2 separate regions of the Zea mays genome follow, and region 1 is linked to region 2. A link is a contact called in public Hi-C data. All regions are on one chromosome and are shown on one strand. Each heading gives the region's core, a stretch centred on a gene start, on an enhancer-like site or on the middle of the called end of the contact. The rest is flanking DNA. Distances are from core to core; before and after follow the strand shown. Region 1 holds the start of LOC103627578 (DUF740 family protein). Region 2 holds the start of LOC100283456.

What was found. Hi-C and Micro-C count contacts between places; a contact is called where the count stands out from the background.
Region 1: a contact with region 2 is called in a Hi-C map of ear, with 2.1 times the contacts expected there. The contact joins the promoter of LOC103627578 here to the promoter of LOC100283456 in region 2. A contact is called at or near these places in 2 of 25 Hi-C or Micro-C datasets (ear and tassel).

Annotation. Positions count from the first base shown.
Region 1 is chr5:206,806,631-206,812,388 of Zm-B73-REFERENCE-NAM-5.0, reverse strand. LOC103627578 (DUF740 family protein) reads right to left here and starts at 3,918. Exons shown (of 1, transcript XM_008647879.4): 1 at 1-3,918.
Region 2 is chr5:206,509,849-206,515,526 of Zm-B73-REFERENCE-NAM-5.0, reverse strand. It overlaps LOC100283456, which reads right to left and starts at 3,470. Exons shown (of 10, transcript NM_001156357.2): 1 at 2,984-3,470; 2 at 1,554-1,807; 3 at 1,361-1,469; 4 at 834-972; 5 at 683-740; 6 at 384-401; 7 at 177-302; 8 at 1-85. The coding sequence starts at 3,322.

The sequences.
Region 1 (5,758 bases), core at 2,669-5,168, 300 kb before region 2:
CTTACAAGCTATCTACGGGAGTGCCATTGGCAAAGGTGGCCAGCAGTTGCGCGGGGATCTTCTGTGGTTGAAGAGCAACAACATAAACCGTCCTACTCCTGCAGTTTAACTTTGGTTGGTTCCTTTTCCTCCTTCCCTTTCGTCCTAGTAGTAGTAGTACGTGTGGCAAGTGAGAAGCCGGCGGAGAACGAACCGAAACGCGCGAGCGTGGAACCAGAGATCCACGCACAGGGCACGGGAGACAGCAGCAGCCGTGCTCAGTTTGTTCACAGAAACACAGTAGGAACAGGCACAACACGTCGTTAGGGTCACAGACGATCCCGACTTGGGGTCTACCGATAAGGCTGCCGCCGCACGTGCGGGGCGGGAATGAGCCGTGTGGGGGACAGCATCGGGGGGTCCGCATGTCGGTCTTGAAGTCGTGACCGAGACGCCTGGCCCAGTCTCCTTTTTTTTTTCTCCCTTGCTGACCCCTTCGGCCCTTCCCTTCTTTTATGCTGAGCCCGTGTGGCCTGAGTGCGAGGCTGCGACTGCGAGCAGCAGGCGTACAGAGCACGTACAGCGTCGCTGCCCGCTCGCTGGTTTCCACGTTGGTATCGTGCCGTGTCTACTGCCACGCGCACGCGAGCGTAGTGCGGCCGCGATGTCAACGGTTGTACCGCACGTGTGCTTGACAATCCTCGGACGCGCGCGCGAGCTGTGCTTGTGTGGGGTTCCGCATCTCGGCACGGAAATTTCCGGCTCGAGCTTGATCCGGGAACTGGGATTAGTCCTTTGCTCCTGTTTAAGTAACTCCTAGGGCCGTAACATAATGTGTCAATTAAATGCAGGTGTACGGTGTACCCGCTCGGTGGCGTCAAGCTATGACAACACCAGCGCTTCTTTCGGCGGCCGCGCGCGGCATGCATGCGTGCACCGTGCCCGCACGTCCCGTGCAAATCCGTGCACACGTCCGTAGGGAGTACTACGAGTAGCTGCGTTTTTTTGGGGAAGATATCTTTTGCCCGGCCGGTGCACGAACAGATTGGCTCTAAAAACCACACTGGCTAATGCCAAGTTAGACAGCCTAGAACAGATTCCGTGGTGCGCGGTGCGATACAAATCATCATCAGGGTCAGGGGGCGCTCTCCCCGTGTCCAGCCAAGCAAGTCCACGTACAGACATGCCTTTCGAGTCACGCAAGATCTTTTGGGAGGGGTCCAAATCTCATGTCGAATGAAGCACCAACGTGCTCGTCATGATTATTGGGTCATGCCTCCGACGAAATTATCCAATTTGTTCTTCAAAAGATACCACCAATGCAAGCTAACGCCTCCCTCCTCCTACGAGTCCAGTCCATCAAATATTCCTCATCAAGATGCCCTTCTTTGATGACGTTGAAAGTTCGGTCAGTAGCTACTGAACTTGTTAAAAAAAGGGAAGGTAAAAAAAACAGCAACGTTCCTGCTGTGTTTTTCCTCAAAATGTATTGCTACCCAAAAGAAAAACACACACATATACAAGATTCTCTTCGTTCATTCCTGGTTCGTAGCTCAAAAAGGAGGCACAAAACGACGGGCACATCAGCACACAGTATCACTCGCAGGCGCGCGCAACCACCAAGCACAGACAAAAATCACACAGCGCTGCCGGCTGCGCGGACATGCATGGTGGCTTGCGGCGCAGCCGAGACGCACGCGTCTAAAAATAGCTGGTGCGCGGCGGCACGGGCCACGGGCACCGATCCCGTCCACCACCGCACCGCACCGCACCGCACCACGTACGTCCCGGTAGGTGCCGCCGGCGCCGCGCGGCACATGGGCAACGGCCGGCCACTCGGCCCTGTGTTTTCAATCGCGAGACGGCGCAACCGCAACGCGCAGGAGCTGGCGGTCGGCGTCAAGCAGCATGCTGTATCCCGCCGACGACGGCGAACGGGACCAATTAGTGCAGTCTAATCCCGGCTCCCCTCGACGGCCAGTACTTCAGTGGGGGTCTTAGTCTCGCTGTCACGTTGCTCCGCGTTAATTAGGCTCGTGGAAGAACTAGGTAGGTCAATGATTAGGTGGGGAACTTGAGAGAGCGGTCCGGTCGCTTTCAACCACAAAATCGCTTTTGATATACTACACGTACGCCATTTATAACGGGTGCTAGATCATGTAGCTGAGCATCTGGTGCAAACTCTGGCTGAGCTAGACTAAGATTTATTGAGAGCTTAGGTAATTTTTATGGCTTCTTATGATGTTCTAGTGTGCTGCCTTGTTATTCTCTGTCTTTAATTCTTGAAATCATTATAATTAAAATCATCACAATGCTTTAAACATTTGTTGTGGATATTGTTGACACCACCAACATGCTCCACCAATGATTTGTATGCATGTTTCTAATTACTAAATCTAGTTTAAGCGAGTACCCTATAGCCAAATTGATTTGTCCAACCTGGTTACTTAAATAGAAAACAATAGAAACAATATGCTCCATCCTAAGACTTGCTATATTCTATCTAATTAAATTTAATCTGCCATGATTGTGAAAAAAATCGTGTCACATCTTCAATTTTTCTGTATGAAATTTTATAATACAACATCTGTTCCAAAATGTTTGTCGCTCTGACATTCGTGTCGGTCAGAGTTTCTCAAGTTTGACTAGATTATAGAGCATATTAGCAACATTTGTATCTCCAAATAATTTCACTAAATAATAAATTTAAATATCTACCTAATGATACCAATTATGTACTATAAACATTCACGCTTTCTTTTATCTATTTGGTCGGAGTTTAGAATGGTTGACTCCTCGAAAAGCGAGAACGACAAGCATTTTGGGACAGAGGGAGTAGGTTGGTATGGTCCTTTTGTATATACGCCCTTCTAACTTGATATATAAATTCAGGATCATACTCATATGTTTGTTAGTGTGAAGGATAAGTTAGAAGCTTCGTTTTGATGGACCTTATAGCGGTGAACCTAGAGCAAGGATTTATCACCGATGGACTAGATGCACCGATATCGAGGCCATGTGAATTTCCTATTTTTTGACACGTTGAGGACTCAGAAATCTTTTTATTTATGTTGTCAATTTTCTTGTGAAATACACACTCTATCCCAATTTATAATCCGTTCAACTTTTTTACAGGAAGTTCGATCGTCTCATCTTATTCTAAAAAACTACAATTATTATTAACTTTACTGGGATACTTCAAGTATGGATCTACTTTTTTATTTTTCGCACAAAAAATAATAAGATGAGTCGATCAAACTTTCAAATGAATTATAAATTGAGACGGAGTGAGTAGAATTTAACCAACCTGATTCTCTTGATAAAAATTATGCTTGCTTGTGTTTTTTTTAAAACTTTAATTTTGATGGTGCGTCATATCTGCATGTTTGACTCAGTTCTCAGTGCATTTTGGGGGTTGTGAGTGTTGGTGAGGATATTTGGGTTCTAATGGCAAGCCGCAGCCCAGTTCTTCCACGCTACATGCTTAATCTAGATCCTACATATTAAGGAATTTTCAGCACAACACATTCAATGTTCATACTGCATGCTTAATCTTGCTCTCACGTACATGGCTGACATAACCTAGCGTCTCTTCTCCCCTTTAAATCCTACCTGCATAGCACATAGTTATCTCCGATATTTACAACCCATGTGCCGATTCGAAAATTTGCTTTATGTACAGCCCATCCTTACCGTACCGTAGCCATTTAGCAACCATTTACCTGACAAGTGCACTGCTCATGCTCTCACTTTCCCTGTCTGCTTATCTCTGCAAAATATATTTTTGTACGAGGCACCTGTTGTTTCAGCTAATTTGGTGGCAAACTCTTGCAATTTCGATTGTGCCTTCCCATGATGTTGTATTGTCTAATGCAATGCTCATTTCATCATGTTCTGTATCTCTCCATTCTTCTGCTTTAATGGTGTGCCTAGCATATGTGTAATATCGCCCAGTCAGAGTTCAGCTAGACTCTATTACGGTACAAATTTTTTCATCATGCGGGGGTCCCCACCTGATATATTTATATTGAATCTGAATAGAAGAGCACCAAAAGGATACAAATAGGTCCTGAAGATAGAACACAAAACGTGGCTGCCAGCTTATAGAGCCGACGGAGAGTCCCAGTTCAAACGGGCTGGCAAACGACAAATGGCAGGCCTTGCCTTGTGTTGTGGCCGGGTGGGCTGTGGGCTAGTAGCCGAGATTTGGCGAAAACTTGCTGCGAGGGATAACGAGCAGTGCGGCGGATTTGTTGGGCCCATGGACCACAAATGTACTCGCCAGATCGTATAGGTATGCCGTTTCTGATTCGAAGAACGAAGGCCTATCACACTGTGTAAGCCCAACAAACCCAGTAGTGGAGAAAACGTTTTTGTTCTAGATAATCGAGACATTAGTAACCGACTCTGACTCCACTAATCAACCTTCATCGGACAGAAAAAAAAGAACAGCGAACGACCAGATAACCCGTGACTTTTTTTTTGTTCTGTAAATTCCGATTTCCTAGCTTTCACTTTGTGTATAATTCTGTATGGAACTTATCACCATAATTTCGTAGAAAATTGCTACAGTATACTATACTCACGGTTTTTTATGTATGATTACCGGGCTGATTGGTGTTAGAAATATAGGCATTTTCTGTACCATTTTAATTCCATAAATTAACATTATGATGATAACATATAATAGATAATCAAACATAGAAAACGTGATCTCAAAAATATCCATAACAATATGGATCATGAGAACACAAAGCATATGAAGCATGTAAATCATATAAATAAAATAAGTATATAAACATGGTTCATGGATTATTGCGTAACAACTGGAAATAAACAAATAACAATATAAACAGGATGACTGTACAATTAAAACAGACAGATATAACATATCATAATACGATAGAACAGAGGTACATACGACATATATAATTTGCAGAATATAAAACAGTAACGAACTGAATTGATCATACCCTCCCATGCGTTCCGAGGATCCTGATCCTTGTCCAACTTCTCTTGTCATCCGATCGAGATGAAGACGCCAGGAACCAGCGATGAAGACAACGACAGACGTTGGGCAGTCGCGAAGACGCTCCCAAAAACCTAATTACCGATCCCCCGAGCAGGGTCTCGAACGGCAAGGGCTTCGGAGGCACCTGCCCTCTCGCCTCTCTGTGCGCGCAGAGCCACGAGATGGAAATACCCTCACTCGGCGGCTGAAATGTGATTCTGAAAGTGTTTCTCGCGTGTACCGAGTGACAGGGGTGCTCCTCTATTTAACCTCTCGCAGAGGGAAGCTGAAGGAGAAAGGTCGCCGAGTCACGCCAAGAGTCGGCCAGCTCTAGCCGAGTTATGCCATGAGTCGGCCAGCTCTCGCCGAGTCACGCCATGAGTCGGCAGCTGAAGGAGAAGGGTCACTCGGCTGGCCGACGAAGAGACAGGGTCACTCGGCAGACGAAGAGACAGGGTCACTCGGCTGACGTACGCGGTTAGTGAGTGCTAAAAATTAACACAACCACACCACGCCCGCTCGCCTGCCTGCCTGCCTGCCTCGCCTCGCCACGCCACGCCCGGCCCGGCCGGCGGCGCGCGCGCGCGCGTGTGGCACGCCCTTGTCCATTTCTTGACTTCTCAAGTTAAGTGGAATAAATCCCACCATATAAGTCAAGGCAAAAGACCCTTGGACTTCCAATGTGGCACTATTGGTATTCTCCACCATTACACACCATAGAGTTTATTCAATAAATGGGCCAAGCCCATAAAAGATCCAACAATCCCC
Region 2 (5,678 bases), core at 2,221-4,720:
TGCTTTGCATAATGCATGATAGCCTCGAGACTCCAGATTGCAAGCCACCCCATTCATCACATCTCCATCAAAAGTGATTTCAAGCCTATCAATACAAATCACTGGTAGCATCAGTGCCCCTTCCACCATGATGATTACAGCTAAAGGATAAAGAGTACAAACACCAAATGCTTCACCTTCCTTGTAGATTTTCATCAGGAAGAATATATTTGGACACAGGACCACGAGTATCAAGTACTGTTTCAAATCTCTCATTGATGTCCTCTACATATTCCTTCAACTTCTCCATGACATGCGAAGTGCTGTACGACAAATGGAAACTATCAATTCAACAGATCATTTCCAACGTAGAAGCAGAGCAGAACAACAGAAAAAGGGTTTACCTATAGAAAGGAGTCAACCTGTAATACACAAAAATTAAATATATAGTCAGGAATAACTCCATGTTAGATGTTTCAAGAACAAATAAAATAGAGTGATGCCATTCTTTTTCCAACAGATTGTACTTTTAATTTGTTCACTAATAACCACACCCTAAGTAAACAAATGAGTTCTCTAGCTGTAGGGGATCATGCCCCCCACAACAGCATAAACAGCCTACATCAAGCGCATGCTCAATTTGTCTATTTGAATTTCACTGTCACTAAAGGATTGGCAAACTAAAACAGGACAATGATTTTACCTTACATCCCCTGAAATTGTGCATTCTCCCGGAATTTGATTAAGCCCCCCGCCAGGATCTGCAAAGCACCATTTCTTAGAGTGTGAGTAGCAATACATGATTGTTTACTTAAACATGAACAAAGTACTAAAAAGGTTCAAGTTGGCCTTACAGCTCCATTTAGTTGGCTTCATTGTAGATGGAGTAGCAAATTTATAGACCTTCTCTTTCTCATGTGGAGGGAAGTCAGTGTAAAACCGTTTTTGGATTACCTTTAGTGCTTCCATGTTCATCTCCATTGCATTTATGGCCTAGAGAGAAAGATAAATAAAATAAGGCACACAATTCAAAAGCAACGGTGGGGTTGTCTCCAAAAATGTATAATTAAATAAATGGAAGTTCTTAGACAAGCATGAAAAGGGTGCAGCCTAATTTTATTCAAATAATAAGTATAAAAATCTGTGGCATAAAGGCATATCTATTTTGAGGCGGAGATTTAAAATATGCATCTCGATTAGATCAGAATGGAGCTGATTAATCAGATATAGATGCCATGTGTAACAGATAGGATTCTACAACTGCTACATGTATATTTTCAAATATATCTGAGCAACTCCTGGGAGATGGCCAATTCAGCAAAGACCATAGAAGTATAGAACAATGACCAAACTGAAGCAGCCTGACAAGTTAGTCAAATACCTTATGTGCAAGGCCACTGTGGAACAGCTTCCCTGTTGCCTTGAGATGCCATGGAATCATTCCACCAGTGCCAATGCATGGCTGCTTATCAGCTGTATCTATCCAAAACCTTCACAGCACCAACAATATCCAATTAAAAGCAACACAAAATCCACATAAACAACACATTAGATTTTTAAGGCACAATTCTTACAAGGGTCCTGTTTTGAGCTTGTCAAGTAATCCATCCTTCACGAGGCCATCAACACCAATGCCAGTGACAGATGAGTTCTCCTCATTGGCAATGAACACAGCAATGACAGAATGTTTCAGGGGTGGCTTGACCTCACCAAGCCGCCGCATTAGCTGAGCCACCAGTGCGACATGTCCAAGACAGTCGGTTGTCCCACGTCCCCGAAGTTTGTCCTTATCCTCGCTATCAAAGGTTAGTGAGAAAGGATCAAAGTCCTGCAGAAAGATCGATAAGCAAAGATCACTGATTCGAATCATGAATCAACTATGAAGGGGGTCAAGTACTCAAGTGATTATAAAATCAAGTACATCTTTTTTTGCAAAACAAAAAAAATCAAGTAATCATTGGGTGAAAAAAGATGACTTACGAAAATAACAGACTAAAACGATGAAGATTTTTACAGGCAGCACATATGTATCAGAAAACAAAACAAATCTAACGTCTATAAAAAGTTACAAACCAAAAAAATCATGCCGTTGAAAAACTAAAAAAATTAAGATTTTTACACGAATAGAGCCAATCACATCTAGCAATATATATGCAAAATTACCAGCCATGGAGCCAATGATTAATTACAACTCACTTTAACGGAAATACTTTAGAATCAGTGCCTGTTTGTTTCAGCTTATATATTATATAATCTAGATTAAATAATTTTAGTGTAGTTGTTTAGCAACCTAGCTTATTGGAACTTTGATTATTGATTTTAGTCATGTGGTGTATGGCGGGACCGCCAGAGCAAGAAAGAAATAGATGAAATGTTTTTTAAGGAGTGGCCATGATAGATATTTCCTCCTGGAGTTATCATAGGTAGTGGATCTTTTACCAAATAAACTGTTGAGCAGCTTATGGGCCTCTAAATTATATAATTTGACCTAATAACCTATCTGTTTGTTTTCCATCTAGATTATTTAAGCTGGATTATATATAATAGATTATAAGATGAAACAAACGTGCTCTCATTGTACACAAAGTATTCGAGTGTGAAGAAACTCCAAAAATATGTATCTTGTGCTCATAGAGCTCTCGTGCTCATATGAGCACTTTAAATCTGGTGTTTTCATTTCTCATCCAAGTGTGAATAGATATTTACTAGTTTTTTCTGTGTGCCACCCTTGATCACCCTTGTTACGCTGCGCCGTCTGTCTCTTCTGTGTGTCACTGCTGCCCTCACCCTCTAGATGAGAAATGAAGGCATCAGATTTAAAAGTGCTCATATGAGCACAAGAGCTCCATGAGCACAGGATACGTTTCCAATAAAAAAAACTTTTACAGTAAAACTCCCATTATTACCAAAGCACTCCACTGATAATCACAACGCTAAAAATATTGTGCAAATTTTGCATCAGTAGATCCAATCAAATCAACAATATCAACGGGCGCGGGCCTACCCACTCGCTGCCGTTGGCAGGGACGACGTCCATGTGCATGCCGACGAAGGAGACAACGCGGCCTGGGACGGTGCCGGGGTATTCAACGATGACGTTGCTCCTGCCCTCGGCGTAGCTTATCTTCCGCACAAGGAGGGGGCCGCCCCCGGTGTCCGCGGACACCGGGCGGAGCACGTCGACTACGTGCTGCGCCACGCGCTCCTCCTGAGGCCTGTAGGTCGGCGGGTCGTTCTGCAGGTGTGCGGTCTCGCCGATGAGGTTGGAGAGGAGACCAACAAAGCCGTCGCGGTCGAGGCTGCCCACGGCTTCCTTAAGCGACGCCGATGCCGGAGATGCCATCTCAGACGGGGAAAGGATCGGGCGGCGGAGGAGAGGGCAACGGAGTGGCGAAGTGAATCTACTCGAGTTGGAACTTGCTGCTTGGAGCAAGATAGGAGAGGTGCGGCCGGGCGTGGAGTGGGGGAGTTTTGCGGAGGGCGTGACTGCGTGTCAAAGAGACAAAGACTTGCTACAATACCCCACTTAAACCCATTTCCTAGCTAAAATACTCCACTGCACTAATTAGACATTTATACCCTTACACCGTGTAACGTCACATTCTCTACTGTTACTTGTGCCGATGACTGTAATTCAATTTTTTTAGCCCAAATTTATTTTTTAGCCCAAAATTCATATTAAGGCCTGAAATTCATTTTTTTGTCCGAAATTCATTTTTTGCCCAAAATTCACATCATAACCCTAAATTCAAAAAATAATAAAACAAATAAAAGATAAGACAAATAAATTTGAACAAAAGCAAACTTAATATTTGTATTAAAGTTACCACAGTTATGCAATGACTACCTCGTTTACAAATCATTTTGTTAGAAGGAAAAAGAGTATAATTAGATCTATACAAAGTTCGTAAGTTCAGTTTATTGTCTAATGTTCATAATAAAAGTAAAATTACATCACATACTCTAATTCAAAGCTAAAAAACATCTAACTAGCATTATCTATAGCTTTGTGTTCTTTATCAAGTATATGAAAGTGTGGAATGAAGTGTGGTTTTAATAAATATATGGGTCTTTTCGTGCCTCTATATGGGCCATTTCGTGTCTGTCTTAAACGGGCCGTGACCTCGGCCCGAAATAACGGGCCGTGCCGACCCGACACTAAAATATTTCGGGTCGTGCCGTGCCTGGGCCGTGCTTTTTTTCGTGCTTCGGGTCGGCCCATCAGGCCCGCCATCAGGCCCGGCCCAAATGTACACCTATAGCTCCATCCGATCGCTGGTGGTTCTCGTCCCACCCCGGACTCCCGGTGCCCGCCTCATCTGATCGCTATCCGCACCAACTTCATCCTCGTGTCCCTCGCAAGGTAACAGCAGATTCCAATAACATATTTGATTTCTTTTTGTTGCGTGGCCACTAATAGGAATGTGAATTTTGGTTTGCCAGGTTCTTCATCCCGTGCGACTGGTAGACTTGCCAGGTACTTGGCGTTCTACAACCTGCACTTGAGTAGGACGTCAGATTTAATCTAAGTGATAGTTACATAGAGCATCCCAGGTACCTAAAACTATCATCCGTCGCCTGCATATTTAATTTCTATGATCATATAAATATAAACAATGGCTTTTCTTTACTATGAAGCGATCATGGACGATGAAATTGTAAGTACAAGCGTCGACGAGGGAAGTGAATCCAGTGGCAGTGGTACTGGTGATAGAGAAGACATTGGTTTTACTGGTGGAACATTGTTTGATTGATCCATGCTACAAATTGAGGAGCATGAAATTCATGAGAGAATTGCACCTATTGATGAGGATGAGATATACATCACATTGGGTCTTAGAGATGAGGATGATTCACAACATGGTGCAACAACACAATTTGCTTCACAATCAAGTTTTGGTCCGCAGAGTAATGGTGCAGATTTGAATGACTATGATGCTGACGTGCTGGTTGACGACGATATTCCAGAAATTTTCAATATATTACATGATGTAGATCGTCCAGAGATGCATTTGGGTATCATCTACCCCTCAATGGTAAAATTCAGGCTAGCTGTGAGGCAATATGCTATAAACGAAGAATTTCTTCTTGGAACAATAAAGTCAGACAAAGAAAGATACAGGGTGTATTGTCAAGGGAATGGTGGCCAATGTCCTTGGAGACTAAATGGTTCAAAAAAACCAGATGGAAGTGTCATGGTACTTTAGTGTTTAATTTTAATTTACTTTAGTGTTTATTTTTTAATTTACTTGCTAATATTCAATTTGGGTTTGTGATATAGGTCACATTGTTGGTGAATGAGCATTCATGTGCCTCAAGCAGCCGGTTGGATGGGTTGAATGCTACTCAAGGATGGGTAGCACAGAAGGCACTTCCTATACTTAGGATTGAGCCAACTATAGGTGCTAAGGACCTACAAAAGAGACTTCAAGCAACATATAAGGTACAAATAACTTATGACACTGCATATAAAGGGCTGCAGAAAGCATTGAAAAAATGTATGGTACATGGGATGATAGTTTTAGGTTGTTGTATCAATGGAAGGCAGAGGTTTTGTTGAGGTCCCCCAATAGCGTTGTGAAGATAGACACCCAGGTTGTAGATGGGAAAGTGTACTTCCATAGATTTTTTTGTGCACTTGGCCCATGTATACAAGGGTTCCTTGGAAGTTGTTGACCTTACCTCAGCGTGGACTCCAT